Linked DNA regions of Zea mays: region 1 is linked to region 2. A link is a contact called in public Hi-C data. All regions are on one chromosome and are shown on one strand. The core of a region is the stretch at or near the end of the contact, and the rest is flanking DNA. Distances in the headings are between cores, read along the strand shown.

Evidence for each region. A called contact is a pair of places that touch in the nucleus more often than the background predicts.
Region 1: a Hi-C map of ear shows a contact between it and region 2, with 2.1 times the contacts expected there. The contact joins two enhancer-like sites. A contact is called at or near these places in 2 of 25 Hi-C or Micro-C datasets (ear and leaf mesophyll).

What each region holds. Positions count from the first base shown.
Region 1 is chr8:108,751,302-108,758,556 of Zm-B73-REFERENCE-NAM-5.0, reverse strand. No RefSeq gene overlaps it. Among protein-coding and RNA genes, the nearest start is that of LOC100216730, 54 kb to the left of the region's middle. Within about 2 kb of position 3,381, at least 18 of the 20 cell types and tissues checked have an H3K27ac peak or open chromatin away from gene starts, as enhancers often do. A contact at or near this core is called in ear and leaf mesophyll, where this site is marked.
Region 2 is chr8:108,518,964-108,525,726 of Zm-B73-REFERENCE-NAM-5.0, reverse strand. No RefSeq gene overlaps it. Among protein-coding and RNA genes, the nearest start is that of LOC109942011, 46 kb to the right of the region's middle. Within about 2 kb of position 4,061, at least 17 of the 20 cell types and tissues checked have an H3K27ac peak or open chromatin away from gene starts, as enhancers often do. A contact at or near this core is called in ear and leaf mesophyll, where this site is marked.

The sequences.
Region 1 (7,255 bases), core at 2,132-4,631, 230 kb before region 2:
AACATTTATAGCTTGGTCCCTGATCTTTCTGGAATTTGGGACGCAGTCCAGGAAATAAAGAAAATAGGGAAAAGGAGTTTAGAAATTGATTTTTAGTTTAAAAATAATTGCAGAAACTCATTTAATTCATGGAAATTTCATATTAAATCCAAATAAGTTCATTCCAATTTCTATAATTCTATAATATTATTTTTTATCACATAATACCTCTGTTTTGTCATGAAAACAACAATAAAATTGATTTCCTAATTAATCTTATATCAAATACATAGAAACTTTGGAAATTCATAACTTCCCCATTTTAATTCTAAATTGAACCGTTTCAGTTGTGTTAGTCTCGTATGAATATTTACTACGCAGTAACAACATTGATTATACCATGTTTCATACTTTTATAATTAGATATTTATTTATCCTATGTAATTGGGTTAATCTATGTCTATTGGATTAATTTATTTAATATATTAATATAGTATTCTAACTTTATGGTTATACGATGTTAGACCATTAGTCTTGCAAACACACACACTTATCTTTTTGTTTAAGCAAAAGCGTATGGTGGTACGTGTCCGATGACTAACGATGTACGAGGGAATTTCTTCCGGTATGTGTGAAACGTGCTCTCGAATAATGAGACCATGCAAATCGTGACATATATCAAAGTCTGCATGATACTGATGGTTGCAATGTAGTGGTGAAACAGATAGATTATAAATAACAAAATTTATGTATGTCCAGAATCACAAATTGATTATGAAACATTTTTTCATAACGGTATAACACATATTTTGTATATAAGTTATCGTAGTATACTGGTATTATATATTCCCGTTGCAACGCACGGGCATTCAGCTAGTACATGGTAGAAGGAAGAAGATAAAAGAAAACAAAGCTATTAGTATGTTATATTATTAGTTATTAATTATGATGGCAAGATAAATTTTGGCAAGAGCTAATATATTGATCAGCGCATGTTTTGTGTGTTAAATAGGGTGGCGTAGTGCTAATTATCATATTTTAGTTTTAATTAATGATTGTAATGACAACATCAGTGTCATTGAATATTTATTGGTGTCTAATTTGTTGTGATTATTTTTAAATATTAAATATAGTTAGCTAACTATTCTTATCATATCCACTTCTATTCACCCAACCCAACCAAATAGGGAAATAGCTCATGCATCCCATCCTATAACCAAACACATAATAGGGCCCTAAAACCATTGCTTGCAATTATTGCGGACTTGCGGTACATGCACATGCCCGGATGACACTCACCAGTCACCTATATACAATCCACCTTCAAAAAGACACATGGCCCTTCCTTGCATGCATCTGCCATTTTCTCTTTTTTTCCCCTTTTGGACGACATCTATATTTGGACCAGAAACAGTTCATGGAGGATTGGAAGTAGTTGTCAATTGGATTGCTTACCATTTGGATTTGGATGGACAACATTTGCATGACTTGTTTGTTGGTTCATGAATAATATTATATATAGTACAGTAGGCTTTTAGTTTTAGGCTGCAAAATCTAGATAAATCAGCACCGGTCCGGGCTATGACGCCTACACCAACCAACTTACTCATGCCAGGATAAAAGATTTGAAGGCCAAGGAGGCCCTAATCCAGGTCAGGTCAGGTGGTGCTAGCTGTGCACGGCTGAAGGCTCATGATGAATGTTGTTGGCACGGATCGTGAGCGAGAAATCTGTTTCTACATAAGAAGCTACGTATTCTGAACAAAAAATGGACGTAAAACAGACTTGAAAGGGTGGTAGACTGTGATAAACAAAGCGCGCGCAATCATTTCTGAATTGTAAGGTAGAAGACCATCAACAGTCCGCATCTTTTCCATAGGCTAACAGGTTGACTAAAATTTAGTACTTATCACGTCAGAAGTTCGAATACTAATTATGAGTATTAAATATAGTCTAATTACAAAAATAATTACATAGATAACGATTAAACGACGAAACAAATTTATTAAACCTAATTCTATACTATATTTTAGTTGGAATTTATTCCCGTGTCTTCCTCTCACGCACATTGCCAGAAAAATAAAAAACAGATTATACGGGATTAAACAGATTAAACGGCATAAACGACCTAAACAGTTATCTACTTAGTAGCATTTAAACGGCGTTTAAACGAGCGTTTAAATGACCGTTTAGGATAACAGTGGTAATCCATAATTAACAAATGTTTATGCAGTATCTAATTAGGCTTAACATATTCGTCTTACCATTTACTCCTTATATGTATAATTAGTTTTATAGTTAGACTATATTTAATACTTAAACTAGTATTTAAATATCCGATGTGATGGAACTAAAATTTAATGAGTTGAATCTAAACGAGCTCTAAATATTGGCACACAAATTTGGAACAAAAACAAAAACGTAGACAGTGGATTATTCAGTTTAATAATAAAGATGTTGGTCTTGCCATCCGACGAGACATTAACCTCACCAGAACACGCAGGAAGGTGGTGGAGGAGGCAACAGGTCTACTATGCGAGATGCGGCCGCCATCGATGCCCCCATGAGCAACAAAAACGAAGGTATATCTACCTACACCTCCCATTAGATTAGATGATCTACTCACCATCAATTTTTTTCCCGACACGAATTGGTATTCAAATCGATCTTAGGCACCACAGAACGTAATAACGAAAATGAATGCGATATCAGACGAGACGAGACATGCATGTGTACGTGAAGACTGAAGAGCAATCCAAACCAATATAACAATAAATATAACCCACACGTGCTATAATCAACGACATTCTAAAGCGTCTTACAAAGAATCGGTCAGGTGAGTATACGTGACAACGAGTCGACGACGACGATGTCTGAATCAAACGTGCACGCGTCCCCGCCTGCCCTCTAGTAACGTCGTTACCTAAAGGACAACTGTGCCTGTGGCTATAGTAGCATGACACGTCACAAGGTTGTATATATACTAGCCATAGCTAGCATGGCAGTAGCCATAGTTAGTTAATTAAATAGTAATAACTATGTACGTAACATTTACGTGTTTGAACTTTCGTTTTTTCCTTCTTCTTTTTGGAGCTGTTATTAACGACGATACGAGGCACGCACATGCCGGTCCACCAAAGCCTGCCTGCCTGCTGAGCTGGACGTACCTGTCTGTCCCGCTGAAATATCCCGTCCCGGACCGTGTTCTGGAGGCAAGGACGGGTCGCCGGACAAGGTTGGCAGCAACGTACGAGACGAGACGGATGCGGACGACGGGACGAAACGGGCTCTGCGCCGAGAAAGCGACGCGCGCGCCAGCGGGAGCTCGAAACGTGTCCGCGTCTACCCCCACATGCACGCAGCGCAGCCATCCTCTCCCTCCTCGTCGCCACCGCGACCGCCACTGCTGCGCCCGCCCCGCCGGGTACCAGTACCACCCCTACCACCAGGCTACCACCCGCAACTCCCTCTAATGGCAGGGGAAGGGAAGGGGAGAGAGAGAGAAGTCAAGGCTGGCCCTCGTGCTGCTTGCTTATCTACTCCTCCACTCCACATGCCAGTACAGTACTGGTGCAACGCTTATCTATCCACTCCTGCGCTATGCGTGGTTGGATAAGAGAGAAAAGGAAGAGACAGTAGTACTGTACTGTAGCGCTGAACAGGCGTGGTCCAAGACCTGTGCCAGTGTATGGTCCACGACCGAGCCGACAGAAAGAGCTCAGCTCACAAGTCTGACAATGCATCAGACTAGTCATCAATTAATCCACTAGTTTGCTACTAAACTTAAATCTAGATGACCAAAATTTCTCATATACAGTTAGTTCAAAATTAAGATTGTTTAACTTGCACGTGTTTTAGATATTGATTTATTTAAGAACGAAGGGAGTAGTTATCTAAGTTTTAGACTCAGGTATCTAAACAGGTACGGTGGACTAAACCTGAACTGATTGTTACTTCTCAACCCAAATAGCCCGTAGCTCATTAGTTGGTAAATGTAAATTAATTTAGTTTAAAAGGCGCACATGATTTTTTTATGGAAAAAGTCTCCATGTTTTTAGTTCACTTTTAGTCTATATGTTTTCTTTACTATATAATCACCAGTTTTAACAGTCGTCTCGCGCCATACTTTTATAAGGAACCACTTTTATTTGTTTGAAATCAACCCGCAACTTTCTGCCTCACCCGAAGGAATAGACGGATGGACAGCTCATAGAACACACACACATCCTCCCTTTCTCTCTCTACTATCTACGACTCTAATCTCCTTCCCCTACCTATTCGCCACCCCTCTCTCCTGCCCCTCCCCTGCCGCCGCCCCACGGCCGACGCGCTGCCTCCGTCTCTCTCTTCCCCGCTGCCATGACAGGCAGATTGTCGAATCCGCACTGGTAAAGGGAGATTTTGATTGTCTGGCCGTGTTAAGGCTCGCTTGATGTCATCCAAACCGTCCCAGCGGTGCAATTCGAGAAGATCTCGTAGAGGGAGCACGGATTTTGAACTCAGAAGGTGGGGTTTCTCTGCTCCAGATTGAGCCCGTGGAGAGGTCGTGTCATGGGCTCATGGCCCTGCCTCCTCGGTGGCTGGCACGCGTCATCTCCTAACTCACTCCCTCGGCGTGTGTAGGTCTTCATGGTTATGGTGGCCACCCACACATCCTATCCTTTCTATCTGCTGGTGAGGCCACACCTGGTAGGTCAGCTAACAAGTTTCACAACAACACTGTGCACCATTTTCGGCGACCAAGCTTATTTTCGGCGGCCAGTGTCAGCCGCCGAAAATAGCAGCTTATTTTCGGTGGTCAAGCTCTGGCCGCCGAAAATTAAGCTTTTAAAATGGCCGACCAAATCCTTCTTTCTCCGTTTCTTCCTTCTTCTCTGTCTCACGCGACCGGCCGCCGCCTGCCGCGCGCAGCACCCGCGTCGCCGCTCCCCGGGCCGCCCAGCTCTCGTGCCGCCGCTCCTCGGCTGCCCCCACGCCGCCCAGCGCCCCTAGCGTCGCCCGCCCGCCCCCGCCCAGCGCCGGCCGCCCGAGCCCGCCGCCGCCAGCGTCGCCCCGAGCCGCCACCGTTCTAAGCTTCCATCGACCGGCCGCGGCCAAGCCCTCCTCGTGCAACCACTCAGCCGTCGTCGCCAAGCTCTTCCCCATCGAAAGGTATTTTTGCGTTTTTATTCCATATTTTTGGCGGCCGTTATTTACTTGCCGCCGAAATTAGTATATATTTGTAATTGTGTTTGTTTGATTAGTGTGTGTGATTAGTACTATTGTTTAGTTCGATTTCATTAATGTATTAGTGGTTGTGGTGTAGGGATTAGGGGTATATTGTATTTAGGCATTAATTTCATATTAATATGTGGTACTATTATATTATTAGTTTTAATAGTACATTATATTGGTACGTATAATAGTTGCATTATTAGTGTATGTGCTACTTAGTTTGATTTGATTAATAGTATATCATTCTTTGTTTTATATATAAGTAATATATTGTTTAGTGGCAGCGAGGTTATGGTGCCGAATTTTTTTGGTTCCTGCTAGCTTGCTGTAGGTTTAGAACCTATCCTTGCCTATACATATAGGACCGATAACCTTGACGAAGTTGAATAATGTTTTCACGATATGGTTTGGTTTTTTGTCATGACTTCCTTGTTTTTTGTCATGCAGCCAATGGGATGACACGTCTTTCGACGGTCGAGGTCACCATAGACAGGTTAATCAAGTCTTAGGTAACCTCTGTCGTCTACATAATCCAGGAATTGTCACTGACCCGAAAGGTGTGGTGGTTCCTTGCACTAGCTGGTCGCACTTCGCACTAGCTCCACATGCTACATATGGAACAGCTCAAGGCGCCGTCAAGCACGACTTTTAGGTAAGAGTAATGTTTCAAACTAACATTTTATGATTTGTTTCAAACTAAATTTATTTTCGATATTGGACAGAGACGCTATCGTGTGGAACCTGAGGCTCAAGAGCATGCAGACCGAGTATTAGAGAAAAATGCGAAGAAGGTGTGCAGGGATGCATTTTCCAATGCTCGCCTACAGGTTGTGGACGTGTACATGAAGTGCCGAGGGCATTCTATCAACAACTTTCGACAATATTCGGATGTCTACTTGACTGTAGACCAGTATATGGAGGTAAAAATCTAATTTAGCTGCTCATTCAGACGTGAATGTAATTTTGAGCTAACGCTTTAGATGCAGGTAACTCTTCCATGGATGGAACATCGGCCACAGGCTTACAAGGCTTTGTGTGAGATATGGGCTTCGCCAGAGTGGATTGAGAAGTCAAACAGGAATCGACATAGGCAGCGCCATCAGCAGGACGGGGATGATGATGAGGTCGTAGTCAACCATACCTATGGGGCTGATGGACACATTCGGTTGGCGAAGCGAATGGTGAGTATGTAGTATTCTGTTTTACTTAGAAATGAAACCGGTTTAAATTCATATATTTGCAGGAGGCTCAAACTGGAGTTGTCCCGAGCCCGATCGATGTTTATAGGAGAGGGCATAGAGCGAAAAACAGTGAAATCTCCGATGAGCTATGTAGTCAAGCGGCCGTTGAGCGTATGCTTAGTTGTTGTTAGGATTAATGTTTTCTTGCCATATAGCTATAAATTACATGTGTGTTGAACCTTCATATTGTATTACAGGAGACATACGAGCAGAAGATGGTTAGGAAGTATGAAGAAGACTGCGTGTAAGGCCCAAAATCCTTATATAAAAAATATAAATAATAAAATAAATATATGAAGAAATAAAATAGTAAATTCAGATATCTCAAATTATCCTTGAGTGTTGAAATTGAGGACTGAATTTTGAAAACCAAGATTTTTTTTAGAAAAGAAGTAATAGAAAAGTGTTCTATTCAACTAAATAATTATGCATACATTAAACAATGCACCATAAGCATTTATTTACATGAATATCTAATTTTGAAGCAACTTTTACTTCTTACCCCATATTCAAAATACAATTTTTCTAAAAAGAAAGAAGACAATATGAGTGTATCTCATATTTCAAACATCTATCAAACAAATAAATTGATTAGAATAAATGGATTCTACTATATCATGATTAATCTGAAGTGCAAAATATCAACAAAGAATTGAGTTCAATTGTGAAATGAAAGTAAAGAGGAGAAAATACTAAACAAATGAGGTAAAATGAAATAGATAAATAAAAATATATTTCTTTACACTAATATTTGAATTTGGTACATTTTGATCCATGGTGAGTGTTGGGGACTTGTTCTCAAATGCTTCGAATTAAGAACA
Region 2 (6,763 bases), core at 2,812-5,311:
CGGGCGAGCCGGAAGTATGTTCGTCGCTGGAGGGGGGCCTCGGGCGAGACGGAGATCCTCCGGGGTCGGCTGCCCTTGCCCGAGGCTGGGCTCGGGCGAGGCGTGATCGAGTCCCTCGAATGGACCGATCCCTGACTTAGTCGCACCCATCAGGCCTTTGCAGCTTTGTGCTGATGGGGGTTACCAGCTGAGAATTAGGAGCCTTGAGGGTACCCCTAATTATGGTCCCCAACAGTACTTATCTAGCCAATTCATCCCTAGGATGACATCTATTCACTGAGTACCCATTACTATGAGATTAGCGGGAAACGCTATCCCCCTTATTTCCACACTTACATTCAAGCAAATGCTATCGACTCGAATTCTACCACCGGCTGAGTCAATTTGGATGGGGGTTGACATGGTAGTTATTGGTAGGTTATGTGCTTCTACCCATGATGCAGTAATAAATGAATGTGTTGCTCCAGTATCAAATAACACTTCTGCAATATGGGAGTCGACTGGAAACATACCTACTGTCATACCGTGGGTTTCCTGAACTGCTTCAGCTTCCAAGTGGTTTAGTCTCCCATGGTTATAGTGTGGCTGGGAGCGGTTGCCTGCTCCAGGCTGGGGCACATTCTGCTTTGTTGGGGCACTAGGGCCTGACTGCTGCTGGGCTGCCTTATTTGAACATTGCATCACCCAATGGCCTTGCTCTCCACAGTGGAAACATGCTCTACTTCTGCCTTGGACTAGGGCTGCTTGACTGTTCTGGTTGGTTGCTAGGGCGGGAAGATGAGGTTCCTGCTGATTCTGTTTCTAGAACTGACCTCCTCCTGACTGGTTGTTCTGACGATTCTGCTGCTAGTGCTGGGGGTACTGCCTCTGAAACTGCTGTTGTTGAGGTGGGCGCTGGTTCTGTCTGAACTGCTGAGGTGGGTTGCCTGAGAAACGAGGGCGATTGCTGCTTTTAGGTTGAGTCCACCAATCTTGCACTTGCGATCCTCCATCTCCTTGCGCTTCTTCTCCGTCATGATCGCTCTGTCGATCAGGTGCTGAAATGTGGGGAAGGTATGATTAATCAGCTAATACTGCAGAGGATCAACTAAGCCTCTCAAGAAGCGATACTGCCTCTTGGCGTCTGTGTTGACACCTCAGGAGCATAGCGGGATAGCTGCAAAAACTTGTCTCAGTACTCACTAACGGACATAGGTCCTTGCTTGAGCGCCAGGAACTCCTCCTTCTTCACTGTCATCAGGCCTGCTGGAACATGGTACTGACGGAATCTATCTCTAAATTCTTCCCAGGTGATGGTATCGGGGTTGGCATGGGTGGCGAGATAAGACTCCCACCAAGACTGGGCTGCTCCTCTCAACAGACGGGGACCATACAAAACTTTCTCCCTACCGTCGCAATGGGCGGTGTGCAACTCCCGCTCCATAGTGCATAGCCAATCTTCAACATCCATGGGGTCAGAAGAGTGAGCGAAAACTGGGGGATGACCTCTCATGAATTCAGCACGCTTGTCTCTGGGCATCTAAGGCATCTAAGGCTGAGGTGGTGGTTGCTGCTGCTGCTGAATGGCGGCCAGAGTCTGACCAATGGCTTGAACTGCCTGAGTCTGCATTAAGAACATCTGCTCGATGGTCATCGGGGGCGGTGGTGGCAGCTGCTGATGGGGTGCCTCTTCCTGCGGGGCTGCCTGCTCCTGCTGAGCACGCCTTCCTCCTCTGTGCATGTTGTCTGACATCTGCAGAATGCAATCCCACATCAGAACTGATTTGCAAACCTTGCAGCATAAGAAAAGAGTATAGAATCCTTCCACAACACTGAATAGATGAACATCTTCACTGACTTCCAACACAGGCAAACACTCTCAGATAAAGAGGAAAGTAGAACAAAAGGGCTTCCCAACTAGGTAACTAATTCTATTAACATTTAACAGGTAAACCAAAGTGCAGGGGATACCCACACCCTAGCGACAGTCATTACAAAGATCCAAATCCAGCATAGTTCATCATGACAAACATAAAGGCACATGATAAGCAAACTACCCTGTCTAACTAAGACTAACTAAGAGTAACACTGATGCTAAGACTATAGCTTCTATATATGTTTTTTTGCATTAATTACAAGATCTAACGCTGACGATCTATGGTTCTAAATTTATCTTGGTCCTGCAGTCGGGGTTACCATAAGTATGGTGTCCACGCTGAGGTGAGCGGTATTGGTGCTGAGTCCCGACGGGAGCGGGGGAGCCATCCTCCAGGTGACGATGCTCCGCGCGCTCAGCCCGCAGCTGGGTGATCTCAGCACGAGCCCTACTCAGCTCATCTAATGCATGGTCCAGTTTCGTGTTTAGCACAGCGGCTAGGTTGACTGTGCTGCTCAACCTAGGATTGTCCTCACCAACAGGTGAGACAACCACCCCTCTTGTGCTGCCAGATGGGCGGCGGGGGTAATACTTCAGGTTGAGACCATCAGCTACCCCACCAAGCACTAAGTAGTAGTGCGAAGGCGCACACCGTGCGGCATCTTGCATGGCCGCCTCAGCTGAGTCCCGCTCAGAAATAGAGTAGTGCTCTGAGCAGACCTCCGCACCCCGGAGACTGTTCTCTGGACGGCGCACTAAGCAGGTCGCCTCCCAACGGTCCGGGTAAACCCCGTGACTGTGCTGGAAGACCACACAGCGATACTCGATAGACCAAGTACATCGGTCAAGTGCCCGGCATAGCAAGGTGTCGAGCGCATCGTGAAAGTGACACCCGCGAGCGGCGTCACGGGTGATGGGTTGTAATACCCAAAATTTAGATAACAAAATAGAAGGGAATAATACTTTGTGTAACATGGGTTCTTACTCGTTTTAAAGCATATAAAGGTTCATGATTAATGTAATTAATGTAAGAGATGAACTATAAAGAAGTTAAGCATTCATGCTAGATGTTTTCTTGATTTATACATTTAAAAAAACTAAAACTCTCATTTAGGTTTGAATTTTGGATTAAAAAAAGAAAACCTCTCTGCGGCCGACTGTTTTTTTTTTTTTTGTTCTGGCCCAGAACCACATGGGCTCTCGCTTTCCCCTGGTGCCGTTCAGTGGACCAACTAGGCAATCGTGGCTCACGGCTTTGGCTGGTGCTCAATCACTGAATTGTGGTCCCCACATGTCATCCCTTTCTTCTTTCCTCCTCACCGAAACAAGCGGGCGGTGCCATGAACCTCAGACGGCTGTGGAAACCTGATTCTGGGAGATGGGGCTCCACACCGCGCGGCCTCGCCACCAACAGTGCCTGGGGCCCAGGGATTTATCCGCCTGGTGTATTCCCCTCGCGAAAACTCTCCCAGAGCCATGCACGGAGTTCGTTATGAACTAATCCCGTGAATAAAGCATCTGTCTGGCCAGCTTCTCCTTCACCAGCGTAACAAACCCAACAACAACTGCATGATCACCGTAACTACCTCCTCCATGTATCCGCCCCTGGGTATATTTATTCACCACCGTGACCTCGCGTTGGACATCATACTTATGGTCTGCGCGAATTAACAGATATATAGCAGGTAGAGAAAGAAATAGAGTTTGTCACCGAGGAAGCGTTGTGGTGTCTATGCCATTGGTTAACCTCGGAGTGTAGCTAGGAGGTCCCTCAGATCAAGTCGTGCATGCACCAGAGGATTGCATGGAGCTACGACGGCTAGATAACTGGGAAGATCGTTGTCGAAGCCTCGGTCGTATTCGCGACCACGCGAAGCTATGGACAAACGCTGGCACCAGCACCGGGGTCCGTCCCTACTACCGGTATGATAGCCTTTCCGAGTTTGCCCCTCCTGTTTCATTTTCATCGAGTCGCGCTTAAGTTTGGATGCTAGCATACCGGATGGGCGTGTGCCGGCAATGGCCTCTGCTGTGTACTGCGCGAGCCACCATGGCTGACCGCCGGGAGAAGGAAGAAGCAATTTGAGACGCTGATCTGGTGTTGGACGAGTGAGATTAGAACTAGATGTTTTAAATCAAGGCCGTTGTAGTACATCAGACGGTTCAGGTTGCGCGGTACCCCTTCGGCCAGGCTTTTTACGTGAGAGACCCTCAGGTTTATGATATTGAACCCGCAGTCCACCCTAGCTGTAGCCTGAGCCTTGGGAGTCTTTCGAATTAGACCCTGCATTTCTCTGAAATGCTGCGCGCAGTCCTGTAATTCGAGAAAATAGGGAAAAGGTTTTAGAAAATGAATTTCTAGTGCTAAAATAATTCCAAAACTTATATACTTCATAGAAAATTCATTTTAAATCCTTTTTCATCCATTCTAGTTGCAATAATTTTTTTTGTCTATCACCTAGTAAGTTTATTTTGTTATGAAACCTAAACTAAAATTGTGTACTTAATTTCTTTTGTGCACCAGTGCTAAATCTATAGAAATTCGTAACTTTTTAACCGTAACTCTGATTTGATCCGTTCGAATTGCGTTAGATTCACAATAATATCATCTATACAGTATGACACTAACATTTATCGCACCCCATACTTTTATTTTTAGAAATTTGTCTAGCCTATGTTTAATAGATTAACTCCTCTAAACGAAGTTAACCTATCCATGATTATAGTTTGATTAAAATATGTTCTCTAGTCAAGTTATAATTAAGATTAAAGTTGAATTAATTATTCATAGAATATTATCTCATATGGTGTATACTAATCAATTTATAATATAGTTTAATAGTTAAATCACATAGATCTCCCATAAATCATAACTCCTTAACCATAACTCCAATTTTAGCTATTCTCGAACCCACGATCTTGTAGCTTCGCATAGATTATTATTACGCAGTTTATTCTTATGCTTGGTGTGATGTTAATTTTGCCTATACCATGTTTATTTGTATTGCTACGACTAGCAGTGAGGTCATGTGTCATCTGAAGAGCAAGTTGGTACCTGGAATATCAAGTCCCAGGCAAGTTGTGCCCTTGATCACTTCTTTTACCCAGTCATGTTCTAATTAATCATAATGATCTGCATAGGTTAATTTTGATGGGACCCAACAGGTTACCCTAGTTTGATTATCTTTATACCTTGACTCCACTAAACTTTTTGGGTAGTACCTGCTATTGCTTTATGTGGTTTTGGGTATGAAGATTACACTATTCATGATTATACTTTTGTTATCAGTTGTTATTTATTGTTCATGTTAAGATCATTATGTTAATTGGAACATGGAGAACCACCCGGGAAAACAGTGCTACCACAAGGGTTTATGGACGCCCTTGGCTGATTAACTAGGAAAGCTAGTGGATGACTACCTTAACCGAAAGGGGCAAGGGCAGTAGGGGAGTGGTCAGTGTAGGGATGTCCTTGGTTGATTTTGCTGCGATGGCGGTTAGGCGAGGGATTCCTGCACTGGAGCTTCCTATAAACTGTAGCTGGTTTTCTGAAGCTAGTGGAACTTTGTAAAGGCCTCGTAGTGTTACCCTGTCTCACCTCCTCGGTAGAGGTGTATGGGATTGGTCGTCTCTTGGCAGATGGGTAACATGACTTGTGGGTAAAGATGTGCAACCTCTGCAGAGTGTAAAACTGGTATACTAGTCGTGCTCACGGTCATGAGCAGCTCGGACACTCACATGATTAATATATGGAACTAAATTCAATTTGCCATATGCATTGCATCGCAGGTGATGTTGTTACTTTTGTTCTACTACTTAATTGGGTTGGTATTTACTTATACTTAATAATTGCTAATAAAATTTTGACCAACTTTAAAAGCAATGCTCAGCTCTAACCATCCTCTTTGGTAAGCCTTACACTTCACATGAGCTCCCACCTTTGGCGAGTTCATGCACATTATTCCCCACAACTTGTTGAGCGATGAACGTATGTGAGCTCACTCTTGCTGTCTCACACCCCCTCACAGGTCAAGAACAGGTACCACAGGATGAGGCGCATGGAGGATGCTGCGATGTGTTCGTGAGAGGTCTAGGCCGTCGTCTCCTAGTCAACTTTGGGTTGCTGGACCGTTGTCTCCTTATAATGTAATTATTCATTTATTTTGTATAGAACTCCTGTTATTTAGTAAAGATGTGACATTCGATCCTGTGCCATGAATCATCATATGTGTGAGACTTGGTCCCAGCACACCTGGTGATTATGTTCGCGCCCGGGTCTTGGTGCCCCTAAAACCCGGGTGTGACATGGGTCGGGCAACCCATCCTTCCAGCTCCTGCTCCTTTGAAAGGTCGGTGTTGTGGCTCGAGCTGCTGTCGCCACCTCCGTCGTCTGGGTCTCCTCCAACAGCTACTCCAGTGGCTGGGGCGCTCAGTGGTGGTGCAGGGGGCGCCTCCAGCGGGAGCACAGGGGAGCAGCTCTTCATAGACTCTATCTCCTGCTGAAGCAAGAAAGAAGAGTCCTGCTGCTCCAGCTCCTGTCGTCGACGCTCCTGCTCCTCGTGCAGGCGGTGGTGCAGCCTCTCCAAGTGGCTAGACTGACCAGTCACTGGACGGCGAAGCGGACGCTCCGCGAGACGAGAAGGCAAGAAAGGAATGACTGACTTTCGTGCGGTGTGTCTAAGACGAGCCATCTACAAAAGACACCGTAAGCATAAGAGTGAGAACAGAACTAATATGACCAGCAAGTAGACCATAAATGAATGATGAATTAGAATAAAACAAAATTTTCAGCAAGGTATAATAATATATAGTAGAACATAGGTTTGGTCGATATGACCAACTTTTGAAGAGATACCAAAGTCAAGGTGATAATAGGGGTCTATAATCCTTAGAACGACCATTCTATTC